Linked DNA regions of Mus musculus: all the other regions are linked to region 1. Evidence: chromatin contacts called from public promoter capture Hi-C data. All regions are on one chromosome and are shown on one strand. Each heading gives the region's core, a stretch centred on a gene start, on an enhancer-like site or on the middle of the called end of the contact. The rest is flanking DNA. Distances are from core to core; before and after follow the strand shown. Region 1 overlaps Dhx8 (DEAH (Asp-Glu-Ala-His) box polypeptide 8). Region 2 overlaps Brca1 (breast cancer 1, early onset). Region 3 overlaps Nbr1 (NBR1, autophagy cargo receptor).

Region 1 (3,524 bases), core at 366-2,865:
CTGGCCCTAAACTTCTAGCTCAAGCAATCCTCCTGCTTTAGCCTCTTGGTAGCTCCAACCACAGGTACAATTTACCAAACTGTGTGTGTGTGATAGGTGACAACAACACAAACAGCAACACACACACACACAGAGGAAATACACACACTGAACTCTAAACAAGCCAAGAGAAACCCCATCTCAAAAACCACAAAAATAAATAAACCAAGAGGTTTCAATCCATCTGCACTCAAATAAGTGCATTTAAACATTTCCATCACTATTCCAAGTACACATGCCTGAGGCTTACAAAGAGCAAACTTCAAATGTGTTTCACAAGACTAGCAGAAGATACACTCCCAGAGGAAGAGGATCCGTGCCCTCACCTGGCGGCTCTGTCAGATGGATCTGCATGACCGTGATCAGGCTAGCGTCCAAATAGTCTGTTTCCGGCTCCTTTGTGTACAGAATTTCCACTGGATAGGTTCGACCTGGGATTGTGAAGATGGGTGCTTCATAGAAGTACTGAGAAAACTTCACCGCATCCAGCGTGGCTGAGGTGACAATCAGCTTCATGTCTTGTCGTTTTTGAACTGTCTAAAGGGAAATGTAAGACAGCTTACTAAAAAAGAACAGCAAAATATCACAGCACATTCAAATCCTAGTCCAGCGTTTACTTAGTTACCTTTTTCAACAATCCAAAGAGCACATCTGTGTGAATGGTCCTCTCGTGTGCTTCATCCAACATAATGATGGCATACTGAGTGAGATCGGGGTCAATCAGGCACTCTCTTAGCAGCATGCCATCTGTCATGTACTTGATGACTGTTTCTGGGCTGGTGCAATCCTCAAATCGAATGGTGTAGCCCACCTACAGCAGGACAGAAGGAAACGCAAGACACAGGGTCTCTTTGTGAAATCACCAGACTGGCCTGTAGTGACAATTTTAGAATTCTGGTTTCTTTTAAAAATACAGAAATAGGGCTGGTTCAGCGGTTAGGAGCACTGACTGCTCTTCCAGAGGTCCTGAGTTCAATTTTTAGCACCCACACGGTGGCTCCCAAACACCTGTAATAGGGTCTGATGCCCTCTTCTGGTGTGTCTGAAGAGAGCGACAGTGGACTCATATTAGATAAATAAATAAATAGATACATAAATCTTTAAAAAAAAAACAGAAATATTGTAATATTATGTTTTCATTTTAATCCCAGCTGTGGGCTATGGGGCTACTTCAAATTGTCCACAAAAGTTGATGATTTGCCTCGTACTCTAGCAGGGCCACGATTGTGCCTGATGCTTGAAATGCTGGGGACTTTTCAGAGGATACATAAATGCTACGGCTCAGAATGGTGCTGGCTGTTGGTCACAGGACAGCTACCTTAGTAGATATCCTAACAGCAAAGATCCAACTTGCCCCACGGAACTGAGTCCCCTAAGCAGCAGGACACAGTCTAATGATAACATCACCCCTGACAGACCCTGATTATACTGAGGGATCTTTCTACCCACCATTTTTCTTTCTAATCTAGTGTTACAAGGTTTAAATGGTGGAAGAAAGACCCCACAAAGAAGCAAACGTAAGCTGGACTGACCTTCACAGTCCTGGTAGAGAGGAAATTACAGGTCACAGAGGTTTCCACTGGTAAACTCTGCCCTGCTCTGGACTTTAGCCTGAATTATTTGTTGACAATGAAAATCTGCCTCCTTTGGGAGAAATCTAAAAAGATGTAATAATATTCTCATTTTATAGATAAATTATCTGGGACTATTTTTCTTCTGGTTCACACAGCAGCTTCTCCGACCACTCACCTCTTGACCAAGGCAACAACCAAACTCTTCTGAGACTCTTTTGGCCACAGACATAGCTGCCACTCTTCTGGGCTGGGTACACCCAATCTTGCCCCTGGAAGTATAGCCTGCCTCTGCCAGGTACTGGGTGATCTGTGTTGTCTTCCCAGACCCTGTCTCTCCAATTACAATTAGGATCTGATTGTCATGCACAGCCTGAAAGAAGCGTAATGTAAATGTATTTGTTAACATTTGCCACAGGAGCTGGAGAGCTGGCTCAGCCATTAAGAGCACTGGACTCTCATAGAAGACCTGGTTTCCAATCCCAGCATCCACATTACAGCCCAGTAGTCCTAGTGCTCTCTTCTGACTTCTTCAGGCAACAGGCATGCACATGCTGCAGACACACACACAGGCAAAACTAGGATATATGAGACTATCTTAGAAAACTAAAAGAAAGGGCTGGGGAAATGTAGCTCAATTGGGAGAATATTGACCAGCTTGCTTCCTAGTACTATGTAGTGGTACACACCCATAATTCTAAACTAAGGCAGGAATATTTGTAGTTCAAGTTCATTAGACCTATTTAAAAAAAATCTTCATGGCAGGTGTGGTGCTCACAACTGCATCACAGCCCGGGGGAGGCTGAGGGAAGAGGATGGTCATCATTAGTTTGAGGCCCGTCTGGGACACAGAGCTCCCATCAGCCTGTGCTACCTAGAACGAAGTCATGCCTAAAAAAGATCAAATAAGGAGCCAGTGAGACGGCTCCATGCTAAAGATGCTTCAACACAAGCCTGAGTCTGACCCATGTACAGGTAAAGACACTCAACACACAAAACGTCCTCTGACCCAATCACATGCCATGGCCCCTAAATCGCACACATATGTAAGTAAACGCACAAACACACAGACAAATAAATAATAGAAAGTCTGGGGATATAGCTTAGTAGAACAGTGCTTGATCAGATTTGAGCTCCAGCACCCCAATATACACCCCATCCCTCACCCCAAAATGGCCTCTTACCTGCACCAGCTGCTCCTTCAGTTTGTAGATGGGCAGGCTCTCTCTCTGCTCAAGGATTGACATCTGGGTCTTCTTCCCATAAGAAGCTTTGTTGCCCCCAAAGGCATGCTTCTTCCACTCAGGAATGTCGTTGGGCATCATCCCAATCCCCCTCATGTTGGCAGCGATCTGCCTGCCTTCCGCTGAAAGGAAAACAAATTTAGTTCTGTCTCAGGCTACGGCTATATACCATTTTTCTCAAGTGTTAGCTCAGTGGCTTCTAATACACTCCCAAAGCTGTGCAGCCATCACCACCACCTAATTTTACAATGTCTCCATCCCTCCAAAAGAAACCTCTTTCCCCTTTTGCCTTCGCTGGTCTGCTTTCTCTCTCTCAAGCTGGCACACTCTGGATACCTCCTACAGTGTGTGGTGCTTTGAACCTGGTTCCTTCCACCTGCTTTAATGTTTTCAAGGTTAACCCAAAAATTTGTGGCCTGAATTAGGAGCAAAAGAATGAGCAAGCTAAAGAGAATTTTGGTGGGCTGGAGAGATGGCTCAGTGGTTAAGAGCACCGACTGTTCTTCCAAAGGGCTTGAGTTCAAATCCCAGCCAACCACATGGTGGCTCACAACCATCCGTAATGAGATCTGATGCCCTCTTCTGGTGTGTCTGAAGACACATACAGTGTACTTACATATAATAAATAAATCTTTCAAAAAAAAAAGAGAGAGAATTTTGGTGGCTCTCT
Region 2 (3,524 bases), core at 629-3,128, 230 kb after region 1:
GGAGCCATGTGGCACAGATGCTCATGCCAGCTCATTACAGCCTGAGACCAGCAGTTTATTGCTCATTGAAGACAGAATGAATGCAGAAAAGGCTGAATTCTGTAATAAAAGCAAACAGCCTGGCATAGCAGTGAGCCAGCAGAGCAGATGGGCTGCAAGTAAAGGAACATGTAACGACAGGCAGGTTCCCAGCACTGGGGAAAAGGTAGGTCCAAACGCTGACTCCCTTAGTGATAGAGAGAAGTGGACTCACCCGCAAAGTCTGTGCCCTGAGAATTCTGGAGCTACCACCGATGTTCCTTGGATAACACTAAATAGCAGCGTTCAGAAAGTTAATGAGTGGTTTTCCAGAACTGGTGAAATGTTAACTTCTGACAGCGCATCTGCCAGGAGGCACGAGTCAAATGCTGAAGCAGCTGTTGTGTTGGAAGTTTCAAACGAAGTGGATGGGGGTTTTAGTTCTTCAAGGAAAACAGACTTAGTAACCCCCGACCCCCATCATACTTTAATGTGTAAAAGTGGAAGAGACTTCTCCAAACCAGTAGAGGATAATATCAGTGATAAAATATTTGGGAAATCCTATCAGAGAAAGGGAAGCCGCCCTCACCTGAACCATGTGACTGAAATTATAGGCACATTTATTACAGAACCACAGATAACACAAGAGCAGCCCTTCACAAATAAATTAAAACGTAAGAGAAGTACATCCCTTCAACCTGAGGACTTCATCAAGAAAGCAGATTCAGCAGGTGTTCAAAGGACTCCTGACAACATAAATCAGGGAACTGACCTAATGGAGCCAAATGAGCAAGCAGTGAGTACTACCAGTAACTGTCAGGAGAACAAAATAGCAGGTAGTAATCTCCAGAAAGAGAAAAGCGCTCATCCAACTGAATCATTGAGAAAGGAACCTGCTTCCACAGCAGGAGCCAAATCTATAAGCAACAGTGTAAGTGATTTGGAGGTAGAATTAAACGTCCACAGTTCAAAAGCACCTAAGAAAAATAGGCTGAGGAGGAAGTCTTCTATCAGGTGTGCTCTTCCACTTGAACCAATCAGTAGAAATCCAAGCCCACCTACTTGTGCTGAGCTTCAAATCGATAGTTGTGGTAGCAGTGAAGAAACAAAGAAAAACCATTCCAACCAACAGCCAGCCGGGCACCTTAGAGAGCCTCAACTCATCGAAGACACTGAACCTGCAGCGGATGCCAAGAAGAACGAGCCAAATGAACACATAAGGAAGAGACGTGCCAGCGATGCTTTCCCAGAAGAGAAATTAATGAACAAAGCTGGTTTATTAACTAGCTGTTCAAGTCCTAGAAAATCTCAAGGGCCTGTCAATCCCAGCCCTCAGAGAACAGGAACAGAGCAACTTGAAACACGCCAAATGTCTGACAGTGCCAAAGAACTCGGGGATCGGGTCCTAGGAGGAGAGCCCAGTGGCAAAACCACTGACCGATCTGAGGAGAGCACCAGCGTATCCTTGGTATCTGACACTGACTACGACACTCAGAACAGTGTCTCAGTCCTGGACGCTCACACTGTCAGATATGCAAGAACAGGATCCGCTCAGTGTATGACTCAGTTTGTAGCAAGCGAAAACCCCAAGGAACTCGTCCATGGCTCTAACAATGCTGGGAGTGGCACAGAGGGTCTCAAGCCCCCCTTGAGACACGCGCTTAACCTCAGTCAGGAGAAAGTAGAAATGGAAGACAGTGAACTTGATACTCAGTATTTGCAGAATACATTTCAAGTTTCAAAGCGTCAGTCATTTGCTTTATTTTCAAAACCTAGAAGTCCCCAAAAGGACTGTGCTCACTCTGTGCCCTCAAAGGAACTGAGTCCAAAGGTGACAGCTAAAGGTAAACAAAAAGAACGTCAGGGACAGGAAGAATTTGAAATCAGTCACGTACAAGCAGTTGCGGCCACAGTGGGCTTACCTGTGCCCTGTCAAGAAGGTAAGCTAGCTGCTGATACAATGTGTGATAGAGGTTGTAGGCTTTGTCCATCATCTCATTACAGAAGCGGGGAGAATGGACTCAGCGCCACAGGTAAATCAGGAATTTCACAAAACTCACATTTTAAACAATCAGTTTCTCCCATCAGGTCATCTATAAAAACTGACAATAGGAAACCTCTGACAGAGGGACGATTTGAGAGACATACATCATCAACTGAGATGGCGGTGGGAAATGAGAACATTCTTCAGAGTACAGTGCACACAGTTAGCCTGAATAACAGAGGAAATGCTTGTCAAGAAGCCGGCTCGGGCAGTATTCATGAAGTATGTTCCACTGGTGACTCCTTCCCAGGACAACTAGGTAGAAACAGAGGGCCTAAGGTGAACACTGTGCCTCCATTAGATAGTATGCAGCCTGGTGTCTGTCAGCAAAGTGTTCCTGTAAGTGATAAGTATCTTGAAATAAAAAAGCAGGAGGGTGAGGCTGTCTGTGCAGACTTCTCTCCATGTCTATTCTCAGACCATCTTGAGCAATCTATGAGTGGTAAGGTTTTTCAGGTTTGCTCTGAGACACCTGATGACCTGCTGGATGATGTTGAAATACAGGGACATACTAGCTTTGGTGAAGGTGACATAATGGAGAGATCTGCTGTCTTTAACGGAAGCATCCTGAGAAGGGAGTCCAGTAGGAGCCCTAGTCCTGTAACCCATGCATCGAAGTCTCAGAGTCTCCACAGAGCGTCTAGGAAATTAGAATCGTCAGAAGAGAGCGACTCCACTGAGGATGAAGATCTTCCCTGCTTCCAACACTTACTGAGCAGAATAAGCAACACACCTGAGCTTACCAGATGCAGCAGTGCTGTGACACAGCGTATGCCAGAGAAAGCGGAGGGGACCCAAGCACCATGGAAGGGTAGCAGCAGTGACTGCAATAATGAGGTGATCATGATAGAGGCATCTCAGGAGCATCAGTTTAGTGAGGATCCAAGATGCTCTGGCAGCATGTTCTCTTCACAGCACAGTGCTGCCCAAGGGTCAACTGCAAATGCAAACTCCCAGGATTCCAATTTTATTCCACCTTCCAAACAGAGGAGTCACCAGTGTGGGAATGAGGAAGCTTTCCTAAGTGACAAGGAATTGATTTCAGATAACGAGGAAATGGCAACTTGCCTAGAAGAGGATAATGACCAAGAAGAGGATAGTATAATCCCAGATTCAGGTAGTTTTGTTGGTTTATTTGCCCCAGTCTACAGAAGTGGGCTGAACATACACAGTCAAATCTCCTTCTTGGGGCTAGAGAGATTTCGGGTGGTTAAGAGTAGGTACTTTGGGGGTTGGGGAAAGGCTGGAGAGATGGCTCAGCTGTTAAGAGCACTGGCTGCTCTTCCAGAGGATGTAGGTTCAAATCCTAGCATCCATGTGGCAGCTCACATTTTTTTGGTCACTTCAATTCCAGGGGAACCCATTACCCTCACACTTATACATGCAGGTAAAACACAAATGCACATTAAAAAAATAAAGTGGTGCTCTATCTAAGACCAAGTTGAATTCCCAGCACCCATTT
Region 3 (3,524 bases), core at 300-2,799, 190 kb after region 1:
CCTCCGGCCCCACAAAATAAAAAACAGAACACCCTTCTAGGCATTGAGTCATTTTTTCTGTGCATTGTTATAATTATTCTGTGGACCACTTGGCACTATCTATGAAAATGCTTTTCATTTGATGCATCTGAGTGTTTGCCTTCACATATGCCTGTGCATCACATGAGTGCGCTGCCTGCAAAGGAAAGAGGAGGATGGCTGACGTTCTGAGACTGCAGTTACAGATAGCGAGCGGTGAGCTGCCACCTGGGTGCTGGAAATCCAACAGGGTCCTCTGGAAGAGCTGCCAGTGTTCTTAATCACTGGGCCATCTCTCCAGTCCCTATCTGTCTCTCTCTCACACACACACACACACACACACACACACACACACACACACACACACAACCTTTGGATAGACTCTACTCTATAGAACCACACATAAGTTACTCATACTGAGATGTAGGTCCTGTCTATTTTATAATGGGAAAAGAAAGAAAACCTTGGTGGGGAAATCAGTAAGTAATGGTCCTATCCACATCGTCCAGCAATACTAAGAACACCGTGGACTCAGCTGTAAAAGACTAAGATTGCTGTGTCTACTGACGAGGAACCACAGCTACAATATACTGTTGGGCAAGAAAAGCAAGATGTAGAAGACTGTATGACCCTACCAGATAACCGCATGAACATGGAAATGTGGGAAGTTCCTCGGGCTGTTTTCTCTGGCTATTTAAAGAAGACGTGAACTGCACATGTAGGATATAATTTAAAAATTTCCGGGCTGGAGAGATGGCTCAGTGGTTAAGAGCACTGACTGCTCTTCCAGAGGTCCTGAGTTCAATTCCCAGCAACCACATGGTGGCTAACAATCATTTTCAATGAAATCTGATGCCCTCTTCTGGTGTGTCTGAAGACAGCGACAGTGTACTCACATACATAAAATAAATCTTAAAAAAAGAAAAAAAAAAAATTCCAGCCAGGCAAGGTGATGCACACCTTTAATCTCAGCACTTGGGAGGCAGAGGCAGGTGGATTTCTGAGTTCTAGGCCAGCCTGGTCTACAGAGTGAGTTCCAGGACAGCCAGGGCTACTCAAGCGAAACAAAACAAAACAAAACAAAACAAGTTCCAATAAAAAAAAAAAAAAAAGGGCAAGCTGCCAACTCACCCAACAGCTGCTAGAGAAAGAAAGAAATCTGGTGCTCAGATCATTTAACAGGACCCCACTGCTTCCTCAATAGCCACCTGCCTAGGGCAGGATGGAGAGAAACTGCTGGAAGACAGGGAACGACTGTAACACACTGGAAGGCCCCTTTCTAAAATGTCCTTCCTGCTGAAGTTACCCACATAGATAAACCAGGTAAAGAAATATTTGTAACCAAAAATGGTTACATTAAACACAGATGCCCAAGTAGGAAAACATTGACCATGGCAACCCACAAACCAGAAGAGTACAAAGGGCAAAGCAAGATGAAAGACACTAAACCAAAGCACGGAGCAGAGGAGCTGCTGCATGGGCACCCATGGGAGCTGCGCTGCTTTCTGCCAGCTCTGAGACATCCAACCTTTGACCCAGCGATAAAGCAACTGACCGGTCTTGCAAAACACAAATCCCATCCTCGTCAGGTAACAAACACAGCAGTGCGCCTGCTCTCCAGTCAGACAACACCCACTACGGCCTGGCTGCAGGGAAGGACAGCCTAACTTATCCCCAGAATGTCTCTAAACCCTAATTCACTGAAAATATCATTTTACCTCATACAAGAGAGAACCAACTCCCAAAATTGTCCCAGATTTTTGCTCTCTCTCAAAAAAATTAATATATGTAATTTTAAAGATGTTTAAAGGAACATAATTGTTTCTTCCTTTTTCCTTGTACATATTCTCTACTAATACCAAATCCCTGTAAAAAATGATTTTCCAAAAGGTCCAGAAATGGATAAAATAAACTGCTCAAAATAGCTACATTTTGAAAAATATCTGTGTATAACCCACTGAGAAACAGAACAAAGCGGTACTTACCATAGCTTCAACATCAGCCCAGGTTGTATTTTCTGGATCCGAAACCAGAAAGCTTTGAGTTTCATTTTTAAAAGTCACATTTAGAGTAACCTGTGGTTCCATGCTGTCTGGCTGGAGCTGAGAGGACAGGTAGATGAAAGGAAGAGGAAGGGATTAAAAACCCACCCGGAGGCTTCAGCTCTGATATATAAGTTAGACTTGGAAGATCATAGTGAATAAGACAGACAATGTCCCCATGATGACATTACTATCTAGTAATGTGTTTTCTACAAATCTCACTGTTACACAGGATTTTTCCTTCTCAAAAATAAAGACACTAATGCTCAAGATACTGCTATAAAGATCTGCACTTATGTTATAGCTACCACTTATATAGAACTTCTATGTTAGAGAGAAAAGCCAAGTTGGGCACACACCTGTAGTCCCAGTTACTCAGAAGTTGATGCAGGATGGTAATGGAAGTCCAAGAGTTCTAGGTCAGCCTAGGAAACAATGAGATCCTATCTTTAGGATTAAAGAGGTGGGCTGTGGGGAGGGTAAACGGCTGTTGAACGAGTTTAAATTTTATCCACATCAACAAAAACCCCCTTCACATGTTTTAGGTCTCTAAGATTTTTCACTGCCTATTTCAGTGCTTGGATAGTTGAGCATCTGTAGCGTAATCCAGCAAGGTGGATTAACACAGACAAGGGCTCTGCCTTGGGGAGTACAAATAGACGGAATTTCCAATTTTAGGTAAGGAGGTCAAGAATAGCCTGGGTTACAGAATGAACACTAAGTCTCCAGAAAATAAGCAAGCAAACAAACCAACACCAAAACAAAGCAGCAACAACAACAACAATCTACCAGAACCTCTTACAATCACTTATGGGGAATTTTAAAGGTATATAAAAGTAAAGAAAGGAACTTGCTGAGTCCTTTTGGACCTATCAGCTAGCTTCCACAATATCCAACTGGGAGCTAATTTAGTTATCCAGTATTCCTTCCTTTCAGTTGTGTGTGGGGGGCTGCAAATGGAATACAGATGTCTAGACGATAGGGAATCACTCTACCACTGAGCTACACCCTTGTCTCATGACAATGTCTCTCTTGACAAAATATTCATCCTTTCATTCGTAAATATTTATGAGAAAAAAAATGTAAAACCCACCATTATCACACCTAAGAAGCTGGTAATTCTTTAATCACTTATCTATTATTAAAGTCGGTTTGACTTTAATGAAGGACTTTGCTTACTGATGATCTGTGACTTTAGGGGAAAAGGTAGTTTAAGTTGTTTAACGCTACAAGTAAACTCACTGGCATTAAAAAAAAAAAGGTCACCTCTTAAAATATTCAGCACATTTTTAAATCTGCATCTAGAAAGGGCCAGATTCTGCTCCACACACAAGAGGCAAACAAGATTAAGTCCTAGACTTTTCCAATGTCACAGGAAGGGAGGCCATGGGGCGGGAAGACTCAGGGTTCCAGACACAGTTCCACCACAGACTAGTCATAGAGCTGTGAGAAACACTATCTCTG

Evidence for each region. Capture Hi-C pulls out chosen DNA fragments and counts their contacts.
Region 2: a contact with region 1 is called in a promoter capture Hi-C map of liver. The contact joins two enhancer-like sites. A contact is called at or near these places in 7 of 484 Hi-C or Micro-C datasets (embryonic stem cells, epiblasts and stem cell-derived primordial germ cell-like cells), 3 of 115 datasets of contacts at active chromatin or transcription factors (all in embryonic stem cells) and 3 of 9 other capture datasets (adipose tissue, liver and pancreatic islet).
Region 3: a promoter capture Hi-C map of liver shows a contact between it and region 1. The contact joins two enhancer-like sites. A contact is called at or near these places in 5 of 484 Hi-C or Micro-C datasets (CD4 single positive thymocytes, embryonic stem cells, nephron progenitors and 2 more), 1 of 115 datasets of contacts at active chromatin or transcription factors (embryonic stem cells) and 3 of 9 other capture datasets (adipose tissue, liver and pancreatic islet).

What each region holds. Positions count from the first base shown.
Region 1 is chr11:101,749,337-101,752,860 of GRCm38.p6, reverse strand. It overlaps Dhx8 (DEAH (Asp-Glu-Ala-His) box polypeptide 8), which reads right to left. Exons shown (of 23, transcript NM_144831.2): 12 at 2,795-2,976; 13 at 1,789-1,983; 14 at 665-850; 15 at 366-576. Among named protein-coding and RNA genes, the nearest start is that of Dhx8, 18 kb to the right of the region's middle. Within about 2 kb of position 1,615, at least 2 of the 459 cell types and tissues checked have an H3K27ac peak or open chromatin away from gene starts, as enhancers often do. A contact at or near this core is called in liver, where this site is marked.
Region 2 is chr11:101,522,980-101,526,503 of GRCm38.p6, reverse strand. Brca1 (breast cancer 1, early onset) reads left to right here. Exons shown (of 23, transcript NM_009764.3): 10 at 1-3,179. Among named protein-coding and RNA genes, the nearest start is that of Brca1, 27 kb to the left of the region's middle. Within about 2 kb of position 1,878, at least 7 of the 459 cell types and tissues checked have an H3K27ac peak or open chromatin away from gene starts, as enhancers often do. A contact at or near this core is called in liver, where this site is marked.
Region 3 is chr11:101,554,771-101,558,294 of GRCm38.p6, reverse strand. Nbr1 (NBR1, autophagy cargo receptor) reads right to left here. Exons shown (of 24, transcript NM_008676.3): 3 at 2,420-2,485; 4 at 2,004-2,120. The coding sequence starts at 2,105. Among named protein-coding and RNA genes, the nearest start is that of Nbr1, 3.9 kb to the right of the region's middle. Within about 2 kb of position 1,549, at least 11 of the 459 cell types and tissues checked have an H3K27ac peak or open chromatin away from gene starts, as enhancers often do. A contact at or near this core is called in liver, where this site is marked.